2 separate regions of the Salmo salar genome follow, and region 2 is linked to region 1. A link is a contact called in public Hi-C data. All regions are on one chromosome and are shown on one strand. The core of a region is the stretch at or near the end of the contact, and the rest is flanking DNA. Distances in the headings are between cores, read along the strand shown. Region 1 overlaps LOC106584338 (formin-binding protein 1-like). Region 2 holds the start of LOC106584338 (formin-binding protein 1-like).

The links. A called contact is a pair of places that touch in the nucleus more often than the background predicts.
Region 2: a contact with region 1 is called in a Hi-C map of gill, with 7 times the contacts expected there. The contact joins the promoter of LOC106584338 here to the enhancer-like site in region 1. A contact is called at or near these places in 2 of 3 Hi-C or Micro-C datasets (gill and muscle).

The regions. Positions count from the first base shown.
Region 1 is chrssa23:27,835,493-27,839,762 of Ssal_v3.1, forward strand. LOC106584338 (formin-binding protein 1-like) reads right to left here. Exons shown (of 16, transcript XM_014169521.2): 11 at 3,833-3,942; 12 at 3,543-3,675; 13 at 3,040-3,134; 14 at 2,536-2,699; 15 at 2,140-2,298; 16 at 1-1,362. The coding sequence ends at 1,355. Among protein-coding and RNA genes, the nearest start is that of LOC106584338, 86 kb to the right of the region's middle. Within about 2 kb of position 1,334, at least 1 of the 13 cell types and tissues checked has an H3K27ac peak or open chromatin away from gene starts, as enhancers often do. A contact at or near this core is called in gill, where this site is marked.
Region 2 is chrssa23:27,921,827-27,925,975 of Ssal_v3.1, forward strand. LOC106584338 (formin-binding protein 1-like) reads right to left here and starts at 2,031. Exons shown (of 16, transcript XM_014169521.2): 1 at 1,819-2,031. The coding sequence starts at 1,842.

The DNA.
Region 1 (4,270 bases), core at 84-2,583:
CTACATATATGCATACACACATTAATATGCATACACATGTTTATATATGTATAAATCACATTCACAATCATAATATGCGCTTGAAACAGGAACGTTATGGGAATGCAACACTCTTTCACGTGGAGACCGCACGCAGCAAGGCCCCAGGATGCTCCTGTGAGACCGAGGAGAAGAGACGCAGAAGGAGTCTGGGTGGGGCCCAGAGGAGCACCACAGCAAGCCACCGTAGACTTTGTCGGTTGGAGCCCTTGTGTGCGGCAGAGAGTGATGGAAGAGAAATCAGCAGGTCCATCCCCACTCCCAGAGTTAGTATTAAGGCAGAGACTGCAAGGAGAGTTGGAGTGTTGTTGTTGAATTGCGGGTGGATCCCCTGTCATTTGTCTCAGGTCAGCCTCCAGGTTTCCTAGCCTGAGGTGCTGTGTGATGACTGGCTGGTGAGGGAGGAGGGCCCTCTGCTGGCATGCTGCCTTCCCCCGGTCTGCGGTGCTGGTGCAGGGTTGAGGAGGAGGGGATGAAGTGGTAGTGTAAGGGCAGGCATGCTGTTTCTAGAGTAGTACTGCTCCTACTCTGATCTGAGTGGCCATGCCGCGCCACATGAGTTACTGAACAACAGCATGACAGAGGTGACGCTCAACACACGCACATCATGATGGGAATGTTTCGATTAACACAGAAAGAAAAGAAACGGAGAGACAAAAGAAACCAAAATCATGGATGAATGAAGGAGACAGACAGGAAGATTAGAAGTGAACGAACGGGCGGCGTGGGCGACCACAGAGTTACATCCAAGACGCTGCATTCCTTCCTGTATGACGTAATGACAGTTCATATTACAGACATGCTGAAGCACGTTAAGGTAAGGCGACCGCAGGCGAGTAGCAGTCAGGCAGACATTCTCAAGAACGGAATGAGAATGTAACAATGCAACAACAAGGCAGGCTGTTAGTGCTGGACGTTGCCTGAAGAGCAGAAATACAACATTAAGATGTGCGTAATAGTGGAGTAGTGTATTAGTAGTGTATTCATTGCTTATCTCTCATTATAAAAGATGTTGCGAGTCGCTAACTATAAGCCCCCTCCCTGGTCCCTGATCTTGCTGGTATGCTGCAGTGGATTGGTTACTCTGTGTTGTGTATAGACAGACACAGTTTAGAAGAACACTCCCCTCCTACAGAGGCATAGTTACCACCTCAGGATTCTCCGCTGCTATGGAATGATGTTAATGGCCATGGATGTGTGCATGCAAACATGTGACCTGCCAACCCCCTCCCCTCCCAAGTCAAGCCCTGTCTGCCACTAGCTCCACCAGACTCAGCATGTACCCTCCACCAAAGACCTCGCCACACTGCTCCACTCAGGAACCTGCAGTCCAACAGGAGAGAGAGAGAGAAAGGAGAGGAGTTACTGTACCGACCCCTAGGACAGAGACAGATAGTGGACAGTAAGTAGTACACACTGAAGAACCACGCCCCTGGGTGTAATGTAGGCCTGACCACCAGAGGGCAGCATTGTTGTGACACACACACACATACAAATCAAAGGAAGAGAGAAGGAGTGTACAATTATCTTAAAGGGTAGTATGGTAGTGGGAGGTATGAGTCATATAGGCACAGACTAGGCCACTTCTTACCGGGACCGTATTACTGCATTCATGTCTTAATAGGTGGAGCAGAGTACTTAACATACGAGACTCACAACAGCTGACTGATAACATAGAGACAATACAATGGGTCAAATCTGTATAAGTCAATTTTCCTATTTTCCAAATCACTTTGATCCAAAGTAGAAAGATCTTAAAATCAGAAGAGCATTTTAACATCCACCTCTTAAAAAAAAAAAAGAAGAAAAAAAAAGATACATGAACAGAAACAACAAATCTCTTTTGAAATATTAAATAAAATGAATCAGCCCTAAGGGGTGATGAGTCCCCTTGCCATAGAGCAGACACACATGGCTTAATTCATTGATACAGAGCTCCTTGTAGGGTCACTACAATAGCATGACTGTAGAGTGTTTGTTTGTCCGTGAGCTCACACAGTGAACAAAGAGGACCTGCTGTTCGGACCAGCACTCCCCAGAAGAAGAGGGCTTATGATATGAGTCCATGCTGGTAGTCAGATCAGATGTAGGTGACCGCACCTTTGCTGTTCTTCTCCATGGTGATCTCCACGTAGGACGTGGGCACATAGCCCTCCTCTCCGCTCTGCTTCCTGGCTCGCGTCCAGCCGTCGCCCTTGTCCTCCTCGATGATGAACAGCACGTCGTCCTCCTTCATCAACAGTGTTCCCTCGTTCTGACCTGGGGGTCAACAGCACAACACAGACCAAAGACATTCTGTTAGCGCACAGAGAAAGAACCATAAATACCACATCACATCATCAACATGCCATATTCACATTCATGCAAATACTAAAAACTGCTCCAGTGTTTGTGTCAATATCGCTAGTTGAAATGCCCAACCCACCACACACAGTGTCACCACACAGTAAGACAGTGAACTGCATAGAGCGCACCACTGGCTTGGCTGTACTATACCATCAAAGGAGTAGAGCGCTTTGCAGTGGCCAAGGACTGGGAGGGGGTCGTCGTCGTCAAATTCATCATCAAACTCGTCTGGCTGGTGGGCCTGTCGGGGGTCTGGCTGGTGAGGGGGGCTGCGGTGCTCCTGGCTGGGGTCGTCTGTGTAACTGCCCTCAGGGCTGAGGAGAGGAGAAGAAGAGGGTGGAGAGAAGAGACGGATGAGAGAGTCTGTGCCATCTCAGCCACTCAAGCTGTAGGATTCTGCTCCAGACAGACTGACTGAGCCATCCGAGTCATTTTCCTTTAGAAAAACTATTACGACTCCACCCATGTTAAGCTTTAAAGACACAAAGAACAAGGTGTGTCATTCTATTTATATGCAGACATCTGGTAAACCTGTTAGATTGGATTTGTTCAATTTACGCTATGGCCCAGGGGAACATGTTACTACTATTACTACTTCTTCTAGTCTACAATCTATTACTACCACATAAACAACGTGTTTCTGTGCCCTCTGACCTCTCTCTGCCATGGGGTGTGTGATGGTTGACGTCGGCACTGGGTCTTCGATCTCCTCTGGTGCTCACCTTCCCCTCCACCTCTGACAGCCAGCTCTGTGTGTGTGAGGGAGACAGAGAGAGACAGACAAAAAGAGACAGAGAGCGAGAGAGAGCGAGAGAGAAAAGGAAATGAAGAGGTAGAAAGAGTCATAACATTCATATTGCTGTTAATAACCCCACGATGGATACACTCATTCTTATCCGGGATATGCCATCGTTCAACCAGTCTTTCAATATTAGTGTAGTAGATGTAACCCTCGGACTCTCAAAGAACTCCTATCCTGTTCTACTCAGTGTTCTGTTGACAAAGGGAAGCAGGGCATACAGTCATCCTCCAGAGGGGGCTAACTCGGCACAGGAAACCGTCGCCCTGTCACTATTTCTCCAGATGTACTGTGATGCCTTTCTTCCGCTCCCCTTCACCCATTCCTTCCTTCAGGGCTCTTGGCTGGGGAGGCTTACCTCATTCTTGTGGATCTCGGAGCGCAGTTTCTCCATGTTGCACATGGTCTCAGAGATCTTGGGCTGGAGGCTCTGTGGGTCTCCCATCTGAGGGTTCTTCTCATACACATCCTTCATCTTGTTCAGTGCATCTCTTCACAAACATACATTCAGTCACAATGTGAACACGTAGTACATAAACAATCTAACAAACGACACCGACATGTCAATGAAATACTAATGAAGCAGAAATGTGGACAGTATAAGAGAGACACAGATCAGTGTTTAAAGTAAGTCTTCCCATGGCCTACCTTTGGTCCACCTCTTTCTGTAGTTCTTTGCTGAGCTCGTCGATCCGAGCCTGCAGCCTCTTGCGTCTCTGTTCGGGAGGCAGATGGCTGAAGTCCTCCAGTGACGGAGCCTGAAATCGCATCAGGACACTGTCCAGTTACAATGACACAATCACTCGTGGTCTCTAGAGACCTTCTCATAGCAAGAACCTACGAGAATTATACTAGCAGAGACCAGAGAATGAATAGGTTGGAGAGCCTCACTCTAGAATGACACTAGACCTGTGCTATAGAACTCCACAAGGTGAGACACATGTACAGCTAACTACAGCAGACCAGATCTCACACTACTGACTCACCTTCACTGACCACTGGGCAGGTTTGGGTTAAAATAGAAGAAAAAGCAAAAGATGGAACGGTTATCAAAACGTACGTGGCTCATGTAGGTTGTCACGGTAA
Region 2 (4,149 bases), core at 781-3,280, 87 kb after region 1:
TTGCACTTTTACTTCTCCAACACCGTGTTTTTGCATTATTTAAACCAAATTGAACATATTTCATTATTTATTTGAGACTAAATTGATTTTATTTATGTATTATATTAAGTTAAAATAAGTGTTCATTGTTCAATCAGTATTGTTGTAATTGTCATTATTACAAATAAATATCTGAAATTATTTTTAATTTAATAAAAAAAACAGGCTGATCGATTTTTTTTTTTTGGTCTTCCAATAAATCGGTATCGGCGTTAAAATCATAATCGGTCAACCTCTAAAATCAGACAAAGGCTAATGTGTTTACAGCACAAATCAAAATATTTGAATTGCAGAAGGTTGGCCAAATTATGCATTTTACAGCAAGGTGCAGTAGGTTAGGTTCATGAGACCTTTATCATACATACAGCTCTTGCAATCAAGCATTAAGAGCCTCAAACTGAACTGTAGGCTATTGCCCGAATATACATACTTTAGACTCTTCAGGGCACAGACATGCTTTTGAGACTTAATTTAGCAGTAACAGAATCATTCAGGAAAAACCATAGTAAATATACATGTTATCAATAAAACAGGTTCAAAGTTCATCATACTGAAGTGAACCCATATAAGTCACATCAGTCACATGTTGAATAAAGCTTCAATATATTGTTCTCTTCCCTCAAACTACATACCAGTGCAGTTCTCTCTATCAATGTTAGATATCAATGTAATTGGAATGAAACAGGCTCATCACTTCTTTGACTAGCTATCATGTTGGCAGAGGCACTGCAGTCTTCACAACTATACATTTTAGAATGATTAGGGGGAGAAGCTGCCCCATTGGTAGGATACTGGTGGTGACCAAACGTTTTATGGGCAACACCCATGTAACTGGAATACATGTCACAGGAGTTCAATGTCCCTGGTGAGGAATATTTTAATAGGTGAAGATTATGTTCTCACTAACAAAAAAACGTTTAACAGATTTTTGCTGCAGTAACATGGTAGCTAGATATAGTCACAAAAATAATTTGGACGATAAACCGCTTGGGCAAGCCGGGTGATGTAGCCAGGGGCCTGGCTGTCAGAGGGCAAGCCAGACCAGACAGAACATGACAAAGACCGTACCTGGAATAAGCCCCCCCACGTCTGTTCAATGGGTGGGTCGTGTTTTGTTATATTCGGGAGAAGAAAAATGCTTGATTTCCTCAAGTCTACTATTGTTTAACTATTTGACTTGCGCAATCTCCTTGCATACTCGGAACAATGCTGGTCAAGCAGCTTGAAGAGTCACTCAGACCCAGCGAGGAAACAGACATAAATAAATACAAACTCGAGCTTTAAAACCAAGTTAAACGAAATGTGTACGTGCATTGTTTAATGCGGGTAGCCATAAGATCCATAAAAGCATTGAGAGAAAATAGTACAGGGGGTTACTTGCGGTACCCTCCTGTCTACACCTTTTTTGGGGATAGCTAACGTTAGCTAGCTTGCTAGTCTTGTGTGAACTAAGAGAGGGTGTGATAGACTCCCTATTCAAACATAAAACAATAACTGATAAATCAAGCGCCTGTCAGAGACAGTGTTGTGATAACAAGTACTAGACAAAGATACGCAAATTATCCCTTTTGCCTGGCGGACATTTCTACACGCCTTGCCTATTGTTTACCGTCTGTAGTACTATGGTAAAGGTGCATGCCAGGCTTAGCTGGCTAGCAGCTTACACAATGCTAAGGTAACCGAGCACCTTCATCGAATTCGTGCTAAATTTTGGCACGCGTGTTATCCACACAAGAACAAAGAAGAGAGCAACATGGTTTATACCAATAGCAAACTTACCCAAAGCTCCGTTCCCCAAGTCATTGTGGACTCCCCTGGTTGCTAAACCCCCAGATTGTCAGTGTATTCCCCGCTCAAAACTCGCCAATGATGCGTTTCCAATCGTCTGCCGTCGTCTGTGGTGCTCACTCCTGAAGAGCTGTCTAAATTCAGCTCTAGCGAAGGAAGTTGGGATCTAGGATTCAGAGAACCGGGAGGTTCAGGTTCGCCAATAAAATGTTAAATGCATGCATGTTATTCCTTATTATTTAGTAATCAACAAAATAGTTATATAATTTTAATTCAACACATAAAATAATTAAATTAGCTATTCTAGAACTATGCTAGAACTATGCTGATGCACGGTATTTTTTAAATTCCAAAAATTTGGTGGGAAGAGGAAGACTTTCTGAATAAATTGTATCATCAATTCATGAATTTTGTTGAAATATTCATATTAGCTGCGGAAATATTAATATTAGCTGCTATCGACCATTTGATCAGTTGTCACAACAATCACTTTGATGATTTGGTTAGAATAATTTGGCCTCAAAAGTTATCCACAATAAGTAATTAACCTTTCATTTATTTAACTCTTACTGTTGAATATAATTAATGTATAAATATACATTTAGTGGGCAATGTCAGGAGACTAATGTCACCTTTTTTTAATGATTTGCACCTACGGCTATGAGTTCTGCGATTGATAAACAAGCTTAATCTGTTTTATTGATTAGTAAATGGCGCCATTTAGTGGTATGTATGGGGTACAGGCCAATCAGATAGGCGCATTTAGGGATCCTTTTTGTTTCTGTCAAGACGTTAATCGTGTAACACCTATAGGCGGAGTTATTTTGTAAACGCGTCTAATATATTTTACGCAGCTAAATGATCATGTACAGTTGCCTATCAATGTAAGTAGCAACTTTTCTGCACACAGTCCAAATGATTTGTCATATTGCTGATATTATGTCTGTCTACCGTAAATATCAGTAGTTGGTTTTATATTCACACTTTCGGACATTCAACAGACATTCACAGAACAGCGCAAACTGACTCTAACCAGAATAGAAAGAGGAGTGGGAGGCCCCGGTGCACAACTGAGCAAGAGGACAAGTACATTAGAGTGTCTAGTTTGAGAAACAAATGCCTCAAGTCCTCAACTGGCAGCATCATTGAATAGTAACCTGTAGTACCTGTCAGCTTCCTTAAATATTACCCGCAAAACACCAGTCTCAATGTCAACAGTGAAGAGGCGACTCCGGGATGCTGGCCTTCTAGGCAGAGTTCTTCTGTCCAGTGTCTGTGTTATTTTGCCCATCTTAATCTTTTCTTTTTATTGGCCAGTCTGAGATATGGCTTTTTCTTTGCAACTCTTCCTAGAAGGCCAGCATCTCGGAGTCGCCTCTTCACTGTTGATGTTGAGACTGGTGTTTTGCGGGTAATATTTAAGGAAGCTGACAGGTAAGGACTTGTGAGGTGTCTGTTTCTCAAACAAGACACTAATGTAATTGTCCTCTTGCTCAGTTGTGCACCGGGGCCTCCCAGTCCTCTTTCTATTCTGTTAGAGCCAGTTTGGGCTGTCTGTGAAGGGAGTAGCACACAGCGTTCTACGAGATCTTCAGTTTCTTGGCAATTTCTTGCATGGAATAGCCTTCATTTCTCAGAACAAGAATACACTGACGAGTTTCAGAAGAAAGTTTTGTTTCTGGCCATTTTGAGCCTGTAATCAAACCCACAAATGCCGATGCTCCAGCTTCTCAACTAGTCTAAAGAAGGCCAATTTTATTGTTTCTTTAATCAGGACAACAGTTCTCAGCTGTGCTAACATAATTGAAAAAGGATTTTATAATGATCTATTAGCCTTTTAAAATGATAAACTTGGATTAGCTAACACAACGTGCCATTGGAACACAGGAGTGATGGTTGCTGATAATGGGCCTCTGTACACCTATGTAGATATTCCATTAGATATCAGCCATTTCCAGCTACAATAGTCATTTACAACATTAACAGTGTCTACTCTGTATTTCTGATCAATTTGATGTTATTTTAATGGACAAAAAATGTGCTTTTCTTTCAAAAACAAGGACATTTCTAAGTGACCCCAAACTTTTGAACAGTGGTGTACGTACAGTATATACTATATATTTTTATTATATACTATATATTTTTAAATGTAAGGTTGTCTAACTATACAAATACTTTTTGAGATCAACTGACACTAACCAAAGAGTTTATCAAATTGAACAACTCCTGGAAATGGCTGATTTCTAATGGAATATCTACATAGGTGTGTGTGTATATATATATATATATATATTACCATGGGTATTGCAAGATACCAGAGGG